Regions from separate parts of the Pan troglodytes genome. Here region 1 is linked to region 2. Evidence: chromatin contacts called from public HiChIP or PLAC-seq data. All regions are on one chromosome and are shown on one strand. The core of a region is the stretch at or near the end of the contact, and the rest is flanking DNA. Distances in the headings are between cores, read along the strand shown.

Region 1 (7,056 bases), core at 958-3,457, 390 kb after region 2:
CAAGTTAATCTTTATCCCTTTTGGCTACCAGTTATAGCCTTGGCCAGTGCTCTTCCCTTTTTTTGTCCTGTTATTGTATTGCAAATGAAGCATGTGCAGCTATTTGAGCAAGTACAAAAATATAATATGAACATGTCCTTATCTAAAATGTCACTTTTTCAGTATTCTTTTTGGGTTGTTCATTGTTAGCCAAAGTTCCATTGTCATAAAAATTACAATAATAAGCCACCCTGAGTCTTGTAATTTCACACACAGCTTCTACATTCTCTAAGCCACTAAAATCCCATGGTTCCTAATTAAAATATTCAAAGGTGAAAGTCAAGTAATTTCCACAAGATATATTAGTTCCTTTACTTATGTTTCCAGGGTTAAAAAAGAAATCCTTTGCCAATAAAAAAGGAGAAGTTTTTGAGTGTATAGTACTTCAAAGGGCATTCCACAGTGTGTTATTTTCTTTCCAGAAAATTCTAACACTATATAATTACTTTTGTATGGAAAATGAATAATTTAAGCCCCTAATGCTAAAAACAGCTAGACAGAAACCATCCAAATCAGATAGGCCTTTCCTGAAACCAGATGAAATATCGAACTAGAAAATATCTGTGTGAGAACAGCCCATGGAACAAAGCTCTTGAATTATTATTCAATAGAGAGGAAGCATGGTAGGGGAGAAAGTTACATGAAAAAATAGTGTTTTCTTGTCTTTGTGCCGGAATTTTTGTGGGTCCCACGCATCACAGAAACTGTAATGTTGATTGCACCCCAAATGTCATAGAAAAATACGTATCAGAAATGCATCTAGGAGCTTCCAAGCTTCTGACAACAATAACTGCAAAAACATCAATTAAGCTCCATCTATTGCAACAGAAATGCATTGATAAAGAAAAAAGCGAAAGCCCACCTGCATAGAAACTAAACCGCAGCTACTCCTCCAATTCGAAGAAAAATGAGCTGCACTTCAGTCGCCAGTAGAACTAATCCCAGCAAATATAGCTAGTGGGTTTGTGTACTGGGGGAGGGGGACTGCGAGCAGAGCACACCTCATCGCCCTCCCACCAAAACTGGTCCAAAAACGTGAAAGCATCCACGCCGCATGACCTCGCTTAGCTGGAAGAAAGCGGTGACCGCGACGTGCGGCGGGGGCGGGTGGCCCTGTCGCCTCCCCTTCTCAGACCCCACCCCCCGCACGCCCCCAGTCTTTTGCACGGGTCTCTGGCTCCAAGCTCTGGGGCTCGGAGACCTGAGCAGGTTCTTTTCTCTTCCCAGGGTGAAGAACCTCCTAAAGATATTGTAACCGGAGTAACTCCCGCGCTGGCAGCGTCTCAACAGCCCGGAGTGAACGAGCTGACCCCACCAGCGCCGGGACCCATGTCTGGGTGGGCCGCCCCCGCCAGCCCCACCCCCGAAGCTCCCCAGCCTGCGTCCCCAGCGCCCCGCACGCAGTAGGGGCTTTCGGGGCATGTATCCCCTAGGGCTGACTTTCCGCTAAGTGAACAGCCATGTTAGCCTCCTCCGGGCGTAAATCCACCAGGGTGAGCCGGCCCACGGCGGTCAGGAGCGCTCACCAGGTCCCCTCCGCACCTCCCCTCAAGGCTACGACTGTTTCCAAACTCCTGGGCGCACCCAGCCGGGCCCCTTGCCCTCTCACGGTTCAGCACCGAGGACAGCGGACATACTTTTCTCCCCGGGGGGTCCCCGCCTCCAGGAAGGCGGTGTTGACAGCGCCCGCAGGGCTGCAGGTGTCCGTACCGCGCGCCCGCCCGTCCGCATCTCCGCGGCACCCCTGCGCGCCCACCTCCCTTCCCCGCCTCGCGCAGGGCAGCCGCGCGGCGTCTTACTTTTCTGGCTGGAGTAACCTGGATAATAGCCATAGTAGCCGGTGATCCGCAGGATCCGGTCCTCGATAGTGGCCACCCCGTTGGGGGCCGCCTTGACATCCATAGAGAGCGCGGGGCGACGGCCCCGAGTGCGGCGGGGCGGAGAGCGCAGCGCGGGGCCCGGGAGCTGGTGCAGGTGCCGGAGCCGCTGGTGCTGATCTAGCAGCTCGTGCTCCCGCGCCCGGGCTCTGACTCCACCGCCCGGCGTAGCACCGGCTCCGCATCACAGCGGCGGCGGCGGCGGCGGCGACGGAGCGGCCCCCACTCGGGCCGGCCTCTCCGTCAGCCTGGCAGCTCTCCCGCGCGCCACCCGGAGCACTGCTGCCCGAATAGCGCCCCCTCACCTCCGACGCCCACCGCGGCCGGGGGCGGGTGTGGGCGCCCCACCTGGTCGCCAGCTTTCATCATTAACCCTTGCGCGATCCTTCCCGAAAACTAGACACCCCAACCCCACCTGATGAAAGGGATGTTTGGTCAGGGGGGGCGCGAGAGGAGAAGAGAAGGCGACGGTGGCCAGGGGCTCAGAGAAGGGTGTTGGGAGTGGGAGAAACCCAAGAGGGACTCATAGCTGTTAATGCGAGGAATTAACTCTGTCGCTCGGGGAGAAGACACTTCTGGGGCGCCCCGGTACTCGGTCCACGCTTGGCGTCTACACCACCTCTGGTCTGCTGATATGCAAGCATTCCCCCGCGTTAGTCAGTCCTTGCAACTTGTCTAGAAGACTGGGAATCTTTTTTTATGAAATGACAAGAAAATTAGTTCCCGGCAGGTGGTATATGGAGTGATTATCCGGGTTTTGCAGACGCAAAGACTGTAAGTGTTCAAGCCCTCAAGTCTGACTGTCCATACGGACCCTCCATCCTGCCACTGAAAAATGTCAAAGGCTTAGAAGATTCAGCTGCACACAGCACGTTTATTTTTCCAATTTCAAATGCTCTGAGGAGAAATGATTTTCTCCTTTATTGCCAAAAATATCAGGAGGGAAGTCCTTCAAACTGTAAATATCTGGACGAGTGAAAGTCTTAGCTACAGTCTAGAGCCTTTCCATTAGAGCAGAACATCCTTGAAGCTGTGTGTTCAGAGCGAACACCCTCCCCTCAGGTGTGTGGCTCTTCTGCTTTAGCCAGAGACCCAATGGGTTAGGGTCAGTGAGCAGTGGAGACGATTCCTCTGTTCATAGTCTGCAGACACAGCTTCCTGCAAAAAATAATAATAATGATAATAATTTTCAAAGTTTCATCTCAGAAATGAAAAGGTGGAGGTGGAGGGTTAGTGGAGAGGAGGGTCAGCTCATCAGCTTAGAGGCAATTTAGGTCCACCTTCCGTGCACAGCTGGCTTAAGACATCCCTGCCAGGTTTCATATTACTAAAGCTTAGGGAGAAGAAAAAAAGAGAAACATAAGTCGACTTCAATGCCCCTCTCAGAAACCTCCAGAGAACCTATCACACCATCCTGCCTCCAAGCATTTTCCACATTGTGTGTGGGCCCTTAAGAAGGAAGAAATACGCAATTCTTTTTCTAAAAGGTAAATTAGGTTTAAGCATATGAAAATGCAATATTAAATTTTACACTATGTTTTGGGTTTTCATCCAAACACAAAGCTTAGCACGGGATCTTGAGAGTGGAGTCAATCTGAGATTATTGTGGCTGGAAGGAGAGCTCATAAAGAAACCAATTTCCTCCTACACCTGTTTTCTGGGCTAGGAAAGATGGAAGGGTGGAAAGAGCTAAAAGGTCAAAAGGAACTAAAAGGAAAAACCAACACTAGTGCAATGATGGGGAGCTAGCCATATAAAGCAAAAATGAAAGCGTTATGCCTTTACACCCCCCCACGTGAAATAATATTCAGCACACTTTTGTTAGTTTTATTATTTCTGTGGCAAAATTATATCAAATGCATGTATTGCACATGGTAAAATGTGTTCATCACATATAATTTTAAATGTCACTTTTGTTTGAAGTTTCTATGAAAGATAAATTTTCCAATATTACATATATATTTTGATAATAGCCATCATAATCCATAGCACATTAATATATGTATCAGTAAGAGAGAAATTAGGAAACAATTCAAGCAAAAACCTTCTAATGTAACAGGAATATATATGTATACACATACATACACACACACATATGCATAGACTTAAAAACAAGTGGTTTTTCCCATTGCTTATAACTTATCTTGCCATAATTAATGTACTTAAATTATAAATAACAATTACTGTGTAAGTCATTACCTTCTTCCTGCTTTTGCTTTATTTTCATAAATCTCCATAGAAGTAGATAAAAATGTATTTAACTGGATCTGATCATTCATATAAACAGTAAATTCAGCATAAATTTAAATACTACAATGTAAACATACCCACAAGAGTCTATGTTTTCTTTTGAAAACGTAAAAATTTTCAGACTGACCTGGAAATAAATTTTAAAATAGCAAAGCACTTACAAATCTCTCTATAATCATCTGTAATAGGATGACCAAAATAGTAAATGCCAGCAAGTGCTATAATCTAGGCCACACTTTTAATGGAAGGAACTGAAATCCTACAATTATAAATTGATAAATAGTCAAAGGTAAATTTCTGCTAGTCATGAACACTCTTTGGCATACATGATAAAAGATGTTTTAATCTTTCAATAGTCATTTTAGACGTTATTAACAATTTACAGAAATTATTTTGAAGAAAGGATAATTTTTTTTTTTTTTTTTTGAGACGAAGTCTCACTCTGTCACCCAGGCTGGAGTGCAATGGTGCGATCTCGGCTCACTGCAACCTCCGCCTCCCGGGTTCAAGTGATTATCATGCCTCAGCCTCCCGAATAGCTAGGATTACAGGCACCCGACACCACGTCCAGCTAATTTTTTTGTATTTTTAGTAGAGATGGGGTTTCACCATGTTGGCCAGACTGGTCTCGAACTCCTGACCTCAGGTGATTCATCAAAGTGCTGGGACTACAGGCGTGAGCCACCGCGCCCGGCGGAAGAAAGGATAATTTTTAAAGCATTTTTATGTTTGCTGTTTAGTCTACCAGTTTTCACAAACCCAAATATTCAAATTTACAAACTATGAGTTGCAATGTATGCCTCAAATCTATTCTGAAAGAATAAAGAAAAGACATAACTTAATAAATGAAAATTGAAGGTCGTTATTTGATTCACAAAATAGTTTGTCATGATAGCCCTTCACATAGCCAGTTTCTCTAGTAGTTATAAATTATAATTCGATTTGTTATAAAACAAAATTTGTTTTTTGTGCGCTTTTCAGGAATTTTTTAATGCATCAAGCAGAGGGTATCTATCTGTGATCCCAGATGAGTTTTGATATATGAGCCATATGGATTTTGATCATCTGATCAAATCAGATTAGCTATTTATACTAATTGAGTATACAATTAGTTATTCACATTGTTGTGGTTTTTTTTTTTTTTTAAAGCCAAATCATTTGTAAAGTAGTTCATGGGATGATCACTTATAGTCCTTGTGTCTGATGCTAGAATAGCTATACCAAGTAATAACATTAAAACTAAATATGATCACTGGGTATAAATTTTATTCAAAGATAAGCAGTCTGAAAATACCATATCAGTCTATACACTTTGGAAGGGTTAGTAAAATAAAATCCATGGAATCTAGTCTTCTGTACTTTAATTAGCAGAAAGGGATCAGAAAATCTGGGCTTTAGTCCTCTTTTTATGGCAGGAATAAGACACCTAATCGTTCTATTCACCTATTTGAAGTTACCACTGAAAGATGCTGAAAGAAGGGGAAATGATCTTTTTCCCCTCTGGGAAATTAGTATATTTTTTACCTATCTCCTTGGGCTAAAACTAACTTGGCTGCTTGGAAAGCCAAGAATATTTAAGCTTTTATAGTCAAGGGCCAATGTTACTTTGTACAAACACCAGCACTGTTTACAAAGAGTTGACCCCAAGAAATTTAAACAGTGTTAGTGTTTAAAAGCATCTGGCTTCTAGCCAACCAGGTGATAAGAAATGGCACCTGAGAAAGAAAAAGCATGCTCTTAATATTCCATTTTCAGGGAAGTTGTTTTGAGTATTTAACTGCCAAGTCATCAGCCACCCCATTTGGAATGCTGACACAGCCATTCTGTTTCAATCGTAGGCAATGGCAGACATTGCTAATTTACCTTTCAGCTCAATGGGGCTGGGTGTCTGTATGAGAAGACAGGGCAGAGTCCACTCTTCATTGACCTCAGGTGCCAGGCTGCATCCCAGGACTAATTTTGAGGCTCAACTCTTTGGAAAGGCACTGAACCTCTTTGGAGAAAGTCTTAAGTAATTTCAACATATATATTCAAATTTTAGAATTTGTCTATGATCTGTGTGTGTGTGTGTGTTTGTGTGTGTGTGTGTGTGTGTGTGTGTGTGTGTGTGTGTGTGTGTGCCTCTCTCTCTCTCTGTCTCTCCCTGTGTCTCCCTCTCTCTCGGTCTGTCTGTTTTTCTGTCTTTGTCTCTCTGAGTCTGTGTGTGTCTGTCTATCTCTCTGCATGTTTCTCTCTGTCTCTGTCTTTCTCTTTCTCCTTCTCCCTACAGCGTTATACTGTACTCGGCAGTACAGCACAGTGGTTTAAAGCATGGACTTTGGAGCAGACTGCCAGGAGTCATTTCTGACCTCATCATTTTCTAGCTGCGTGACCTTGGGTAAATCTTTTGAAATCTCTATGACTCAATTTTCTCATCTCTAAAATAGAAATATACACCTATATAGTGGAACTATCATGAGAAGTAAATGAGTTTATATCCATAAAGATCTTATAACTGTGACTGGCATATAGTAAGCATCATATATATTAGCTATCAGTACTATTTTTATGCAGACATAGAACCCTTTGAGCTTCAGTTTCCTCCTCTGTAAAATGGGCTCATACTCTCTATTTCATAGTATTGCTGTGATGGTTAAGTGAGATCACATATTAAAATATTTTACAAAGGCCTGGCACATCGTGGGTACACAATAAATATTAATTTTCTTCTCCTAGCCCCGCCCCTGCTCTGTCCATTGTTTTTTACTGAAGTTGATTTACACTTTCATTCTTCATTCACACTCTTGGAACTTCACTGTGGCAATTGCTTTTACAGGTCTCCTTTAATTCTTTCAACCACGGGCAATGATCACATGAGGCAGACCTTGTGTGCCAATGGAATAAGTGGCTT
Region 2 (7,408 bases), core at 2,333-4,832:
TATTGAGGTGAATGCGTTTAAAGCTCTTGCTTTGCTTCCTTGGAATCCAGTGTCCCGAATTTAAACAACCAGTTAACATCTAGAACAATAAAAGGTTAAAGATAGAAGGACTATAGAAATTACTTATGCTGACAGTTAAGAGTACAGACTTTAGAGACCTGGTTGATATCTGGCCTCTGTGAGTCTTTGGGGGTAGTTACTGAACTCTCTGACTAGCATGTATAAAACAAAGATAATTCTTCCTTTTTCATAGGTGGCTAAGAAGATTAAATGAATGACATAGATTGAATTGCCTAGTATAGTATCTGACTTGTAGTAGGGTGTAATTAAATAGTAGTAGCTGTTATTATTTATTACAAGTTGTTTTCCCATAGTCACCCAACTAATCAGTGCTAGATTCAAGCCTCTTGAATTCCATGGTATCTATGTCCTTGCTACTAGCTTCTTTCGGTGGCTGGTCTTAAAAGCGAAATCATTGCTAAAGGAAATCTTAAAGTAATAGAGTATTTGCGATTGATGACATTTTTCTTTAAGAACATTCTCATTAATAGCTTGGTCCTTATCAATATCCCTCTTTGATGATTATAGTTTAAAAAGGGATGTTACCATTATATCCAAGAAATTCCTTATGAAGCCTTTTAAATTCATCTTACTTGAAGTCTTTGGGGTGGATGCCTTTTAATAATACTTGTTTCTCTGTGTTCCAGTGGGATGTCAAAATACATGTCTCTGGATGCTTGAAGGATTGGGGAAGAAACAGGAATAAAACATTAAATATAATTTACTATTAAATCAGGCAATCATTAGTTACTAGACTTTGTCAACACAATTTTGTACCTTTTCAGTTATATATGTCTAACCTGTGGGTTGAATGTGGAGATGAAACACAGAAAGCAGGGAACCTACATTAGTGCACATGACACTATTTTAGTCTAGACCCAGGATTTAATATCTGCTCTCCTAACTTCCTACTCAGGTTCATACTTAGGGGGAGAGTTACAAAATTACCAATATGTTGACTGCAAATATTTTTCAAACAGAATTTGGCCTGGAAAATAGAAATTTATTGACTTATGTTAATTCCATAAAATCTCCTCCCTGAAACATAAGACATCAGAAAAATATATAACTTTAAAAAATGAAAACAATCTTCTTAGATGAAATAGATGATAGATAGATAGGTGATTATACAGAGATGAGAAAAAAATGGAGTATGTGTGAACACAATTCAATAGCCCCTTTAGTGAAAAAAATTTCCACAGGTTGCCACTATAATACAGCATATCAATATTCTTTCCTGATGAAACAAGCTGGGGATACAGAGTTAAGCCTCTATTAGGAAACAGAGAGGCTCAACAGATCCATTGTGGATTTTATTTTCCAGCTTGATTATCCTGAGCTCTTGGGAGTGCTACCATGACCAGCGCTGCATGAATGAAGTTCTTGTCCTTCCCTTTTAACAATCTGGACACATTCTGATTTCTAGATTGTTTCATAGACTATTTTACAGTCCCACTTTGCATTTTAAATGGAAAAATCCCTGGGCAATTATGCATCTCTCTCCTTAAGACATGTGAATAACCACTTTAAGGACTTTGTTCTCCCTAACTTTTAGTGGGATGGAAACTATGTCCTTATTTTCTTTTGAAAAGATGCCAGCATATTGAGCAGGATGGAAACAACAAACATATTGGATTTAAAAATGTAAGTATTTTCAGCTATTTTTTCAGAAGGCTTACTAATCCTTATTTTTTTTATTTTAGTGACATTACTCCATTATTTAATTAGATTTTCCTCAAATGGCATAGGCTGTGTCAGGCATTTATTTTTACCCCTGATTACAAGTGAAAAAAATTGATGAAGTAACTTGCCCAAGGTCATTTGATTTGGTATTTGATGGAGCTGGGGTGAGAATATGGGAGATCATGAGGATTCTCATGATCTTGTTATTTATTTTTAATGTGATTTTGTCACTTCAGACATAAGCTCACCATTTATTCAGTTACCTAAATCTTTTTTTTCTTTTAATTGAGACAGAGTCTCTCTCTGTCACCAAAATCTTAAAACTCTCAGTGGGGGTTTGGATAAAAAGGGAATTCCTCGATAGGAGCATTGCATACTCTTAGTACACATTCACGCTCCATTTTCTAAATCATGTCTATCACCTATCCCTCTATCTATCATAAAAAAATTCCTAAGGGGAAAATTCCCATCCATGTGCTTAAGAACTTGAAGAACATAAAGAACATAAAAATAGGCCATATAGAAACAACCAAACGTTGTCAATTCTGCAGACAATAGCCATGAAAAATCATTCCAGGCAAGATTTGCTAGGTACCAAAAGAGAATGTGAGGCTTTCTGAACAAGGCATCCAATAAGGGAAACTTATTTGTGTTATTGATCCAGAAGGTGAAGAAAAGGGAAAACAATATACATATATATATGTATATAATAAACATATATTTTTCTAAGTGAGAATGTCTGTTTAATTATCATTGTGGTCATCATAAAACATTTTACATGGCTTATAAAATATCCCAGGATTTATGGCCACTTCAGGCTCAGAGCTTCCAATCATAATGGGAAAGAATTCTGTTAGTTCTGCAGATGACCATGGAGAATGTGGGGTTGGGAAAAGGGTGACTCATCCACTCCTCTGTACTGCAATAAATCAATACTGTTTAGGGTGGTTTCAAAATTCATGTTAGAATTAACTCACTCTTAAAGTGTTGCTTTCAAAACCACAAAGTCTGGTGCATTAAGCTATACTGGAGAGAATGATTTAAATTTAGAATCTAACTGAAACGCGATTGCTATCATTTATCACTAGTATCTATATAATTTTAATGGTCTGGCAAAACTAGGTATAAACATTGAAAGTATTACAAACTGAGCTGAAACAAAATGATTTATCCTTCTCATATGGAATAGTGAAAAGTCCTTTGTACAGTTTATACTCCCATTCTAATGCACCCAGAATACTTTCAATTGACGTTCAATCCTCATTGAAAGATTTGTTTGAGTTTTCAAAGATAGCCTAAATTCCTTTACATTTCAGGAATTTAGAAACTTTCTGAGATCATGGAGACAGTCAGATAAATCTATTAATAATGCTCCTTGGTCCAGATACACACATCTCATGCTAGGTTTTATGTTTACCTGTAGAATATCTTCCATACCAGTTTTCTTGTAAAGGTGGCAGCTGCCCTTCCAAGGCTTTATTCTGGTCCTGCAGTCTTGCCAGTGAATATGAAGTCTTTTCTTCCAAATTCTGATTGAATGCAAAGTCCACACGGCCAGCCGAGGGAGTCTCTACCTCTTTGTTTTGCAAAGGTGCTACTTTGATCACCCTAGGGTGAGTCTTAGAGTGACTCAGGCCCATTTCATGTGAAAGACATTCAGAGGAAAGCTGCGAGGGAAGTGGTTTTGGGGTCTTTAATATAGCTTATTTTAATCAAAGCATTTCAGAAGTTTACCCTCGCTTTACAAAGCAGTCATTTCCTTCATGGCATCCGTCTAGCTCTGTTTCACTGCACACTAACCCTTTTGGCCACTTCCTGGGAGGCTGGTTTCCATGGAGACTTCCCTTCAACTTTGCCGTTTCAGACCCAAAGAATCCAGTTAAACATTGACTTGGTTATGCTACTTTCTGAAATACTCAGTGATAGGAATAGAAGCCACTGTTGATCATTAAACAAATATCGAACACCAGGAAGGTTATTAACAGAGAGAGAGATGTAGAGCAGAGGTTTAGAGAAGTCTTAAACTTGACCCTTTCATTGCAAGTACCTTTGTAAAAAAACTAACTGCTGAGAATAGCTAAGCCATCTTTGCAATTAAGAGGATGCATGCTGATTACCAAGGCTTTGTTAATCTTTAATTTAATTAAAGAATTTATCCCCCAAATAGGAAAGAAAGCAGCGGAGCGGCTAAAGCGTCATTTGATTTTTCTGTCGATGACTTGAGTTGCCTTTGAAGGGGGTGAATACATTGCAGGACAGGAGGATAATAGAATTTTTTTTCCTGGGGATAAGGGGAAAAAATTCTTGAATAAATGGTCTAAGTAAACCTTGAGTTTTTGAAGATAACCTATTTACTATGTTTTAAAATTAAATTAAATTAATTTATTTATTTTTGAGACAGAATCTCACTCTGTCACCCAAGCTGGAGTCACCCAAGCCCAGCGATCTTGGCTCACCACAACCTCCGCCTCTCCAGTTCAAGTGATTCTCCTGAGTCAGCCACCCAAGTAGCTGGGATTACAGGCACCTACTACCACCACACCTGTCTAATTTTTGTATTTTTTAGTACAGAAGGAGTTTCACCATGTTGGCCAGGCTGGTCTCGAACTCCTGACCTCAAGAGATCCACCTGTCTTGGCCTCCCAAAGGGCTGGGATTACACGCATGAGCCACAGTGCCTGGTCTATTATGATTTTTAAAGTAGAAAAAAAGACTGGAAGGAAACGTGCCGAAATATTGAGTAGTGATTTTTGAATGGTGGGATTATGGGTGATTTTTATTTTATTCTTTATACTTAGAAGTGGGACTAACTTTCAAGCTCTAATTGTTTATGAGCACAGATTACTTGTGTTTTCATCACATCTCCATAAAGAAATTAAAAGAAAATTTATTTTTCATCTTTGCAGAAACCATTTCCTAAGGGACTAAGGTGATGTTTGGAAAGTCTTGGTAGACAATCACGTTTATCTAAAAAGATGCCTGAATTTAGTTTTTTCCTTACTCTCTTTGCATTTTCCACATCATTTTCTCCGCAGCAGAGAGGCTTATAAGTAAAGACTAATATATTAACAGTATCTGCAAACAAAACAGCCTCTGGTAAACAGACTAGCTTAATTACAAGGATAATAATACTTGAGTAAGGTCTAGTAAGATTTATTTTTTAGTACAATCAGTTTAAGTATTTCTAAGGGCAGGGGAATGTATTGCGAACTAACAAATGAACTAGACATTGTACTGAAAACTGTGGACTTCATGGATCTGGACCATAAGAGGGATTCAGCCCTTATGTTTTGTTTTATTATTATTTAATTTTCAGACAATATTTGTGGAGAACATGAGCCTTTGTTGAGGAAATTGGTTAGTTGTTGAAGGAATAATTAAAGAAATAAAGACGCATTTCTGTGCTTCTTTCTCTTTTCATTACTAGTGACTATCAAGCTTTGTGACTTTCCTGATCTGTGAAATGGGGTTAATAACAATACTTTGTGGGAAATGAACCTGATTCCATTTATAGCTCTTAGACTAATACCTGGCATGTAGTAAGCTCACAGTAATCATTAGCCAGTATCCTCCTCCTCTGAGGAAGTATTGCTACATATCTACATGTACATAGGATAGTCTTTATTGCCAGTTGGTCAGAAATTAAAATAGACATATTCCTGTCTAAAGGAGTTTGCCCCTAGGTATAGAAAAGACCAATGAGGGAAGCGTAAATTAATCTGGCCGATTTAACTGGGAAAACCACCATGTCTAAGGATTATCATTAGAAAATATTCATACACTGAAAGGATTTTATTAAAATTTGATAGTGAAACATTTTAATTTTATTAAAAGAGAAAAAGAGTTTAATTTCACTGATAGAGTTAGATATAAGATGTAATTTCTTATTACTAGAATTGTAAAACATTAAAAAGCTCTCACCCAACTAAAACCTTGACTACTTCGCACTTTGTGATACTTTATAATGACCATTCCCTAGTTCAAGAATGACTATGACTATACATTATTGTGTGTAAAAATGATAAAACATGCTGTTATTTGTAACAGTCAGAATTCATGAATATGGAATGAGAATATTAATTTATAAAACTCTTAAGATGAAGCTCAGAAGGGATTAGCTAAACTTTTCTAAAGCTGAAGGTAGCGTCCAGAGAAAAATGTACTAAGAGAAAGTGGCGAGGCCCCAGAGGAGATGGGGAGAAGCAGGAACTCACAGCCAAGTGGACTATTTCTGCCAGGAAGAATCAAAGCCCTCAGCCTGGAGCATCTCCACGGGCAATGTGACCTTGAAGTTCCCAAGAAATAGCCGTGTACAAGCTCCTGGTGCTTGGACCTTTCTTGCCTTCTGTAGAAAATGCCTTCCTTCAAGACACAGAGTGAACCAAGCAATAAGGAGAAGGCAAAGTATAATGTCTATTTCAAAATATACATTCATTTTGAAGTTAAAAATCCTAGCTTTCGTTCTGGGTTCACTCCTAACTAGCCTTGGGGACAAAACTGTTAAGCAATATTGTTTAGTGAATATAAGTTCTATAGAAACTCAATACACATTCATTATGAGACGTGGATTTTTCTGCTCTCTAATAAGAGAAAGTTTTACACTTGAATGATGGGAGGCAAGATCCAGGTCTTTAAGTGTGAGTCTGGTATCATACTTAAGAGAGTAGGTGCTCTCTAAGTTTCCTTACAACCTCCTACAGCTTGATTTACACTGTAATATCTATTTAGAGCCAGCATGAGGAGAGAAGCTTTCCTTCCTGTGTGGAAACATTACCTACCTTTTTCCATCAGATTGTGATTTGATAGCTCTTGCCTTAGTTTTGATGGATTTCCCAGAGTCATCTACAATCTCCTTCCCCATACCTTGGTAAGATGACTGCCCGGAGATAAGGAAAATGCCTGGGATGAACAAAGACATCTATTTTCTGCAAGTAGCTTACCAGCTAACAGGAATTCATGACTGCAGTAGCACTATGTTCTGAGCAGCTACCTAGAGAAAACCATGCAAACACCTGAGGAATAGTAAATCTTAAAGTTTAAACAACCTAATATTGGATAAATGAGTTTCTTTTTTTAATGAGCTGTGGGTAATTTCGTTTGGATGTTTTATATTAAGCAAGTGACAAAGGCTAAGGCGATATTCCTTAGGACTGGATGGTGGTAGTCTGGAGTCGGGTTGGTTAAATTGCCTTTTGATCCTTCAGCATACAGTTTTCTTGGAAAGGCTTCAGAAGGGATTTAAATCAACATGTGTATAAATATTCCATACAGTTGGACTTAATTCAGTCAGTGCGGCTTAAATTCTAAATGTTTATAGGGTTCTTAAATTAGGCTTCTAATAAAGTTACAGCCTTTTTCTGCAATTGATCTGTAATGGATAAGCAATCACTGGAGGCTTTTCAGCAGCAGTGTGAATTATAGGTTTGCATGCTAACTAAGCAGAGTTGATGTATGACCCGAACCTTAATTTTCCTTCCAGTGATTATTTTCCTCCCGATTTATTTATATATTGATGTAAAGGTGACAGTGTAATCAGACCTACTGGGTTTGGAAGTGCTCAAGCAAAACAAATGGAAAAAATGTTAACTGAAGCGTCTTGTATAACCTCTTACATGAGATCAGTTGTATACGATTTGTATCTTTACCCTTTGAATGCAATCTGCAA

Evidence for each region. HiChIP or PLAC-seq counts read pairs in DNA pulled down with a chosen protein or histone mark.
Region 1: an H3K4me3 HiChIP or PLAC-seq map of stem cell-derived excitatory neurons shows a contact between it and region 2, with 9 times the contacts expected there. The contact joins the promoter of SLC35F4 here to the promoter of CCDC198 in region 2. A contact is called at or near these places in 1 of 7 Hi-C or Micro-C datasets (stem cell-derived neural progenitor cells) and 1 of 1 datasets of contacts at active chromatin or transcription factors (stem cell-derived excitatory neurons).

What each region holds. Positions count from the first base shown.
Region 1 is chr15:55,855,713-55,862,768 of NHGRI_mPanTro3-v2.0_pri, forward strand. SLC35F4 (solute carrier family 35 member F4) reads right to left here and starts at 2,208. Exons shown (of 8, transcript XM_509971.7): 1 at 1,839-2,208. The coding sequence starts at 1,941.
Region 2 is chr15:55,463,938-55,471,345 of NHGRI_mPanTro3-v2.0_pri, forward strand. It overlaps CCDC198 (coiled-coil domain containing 198), which reads right to left and starts at 3,583. Exons shown (of 7, transcript XM_009427856.4): 1 at 3,161-3,583; 2 at 654-736. The coding sequence starts at 3,383.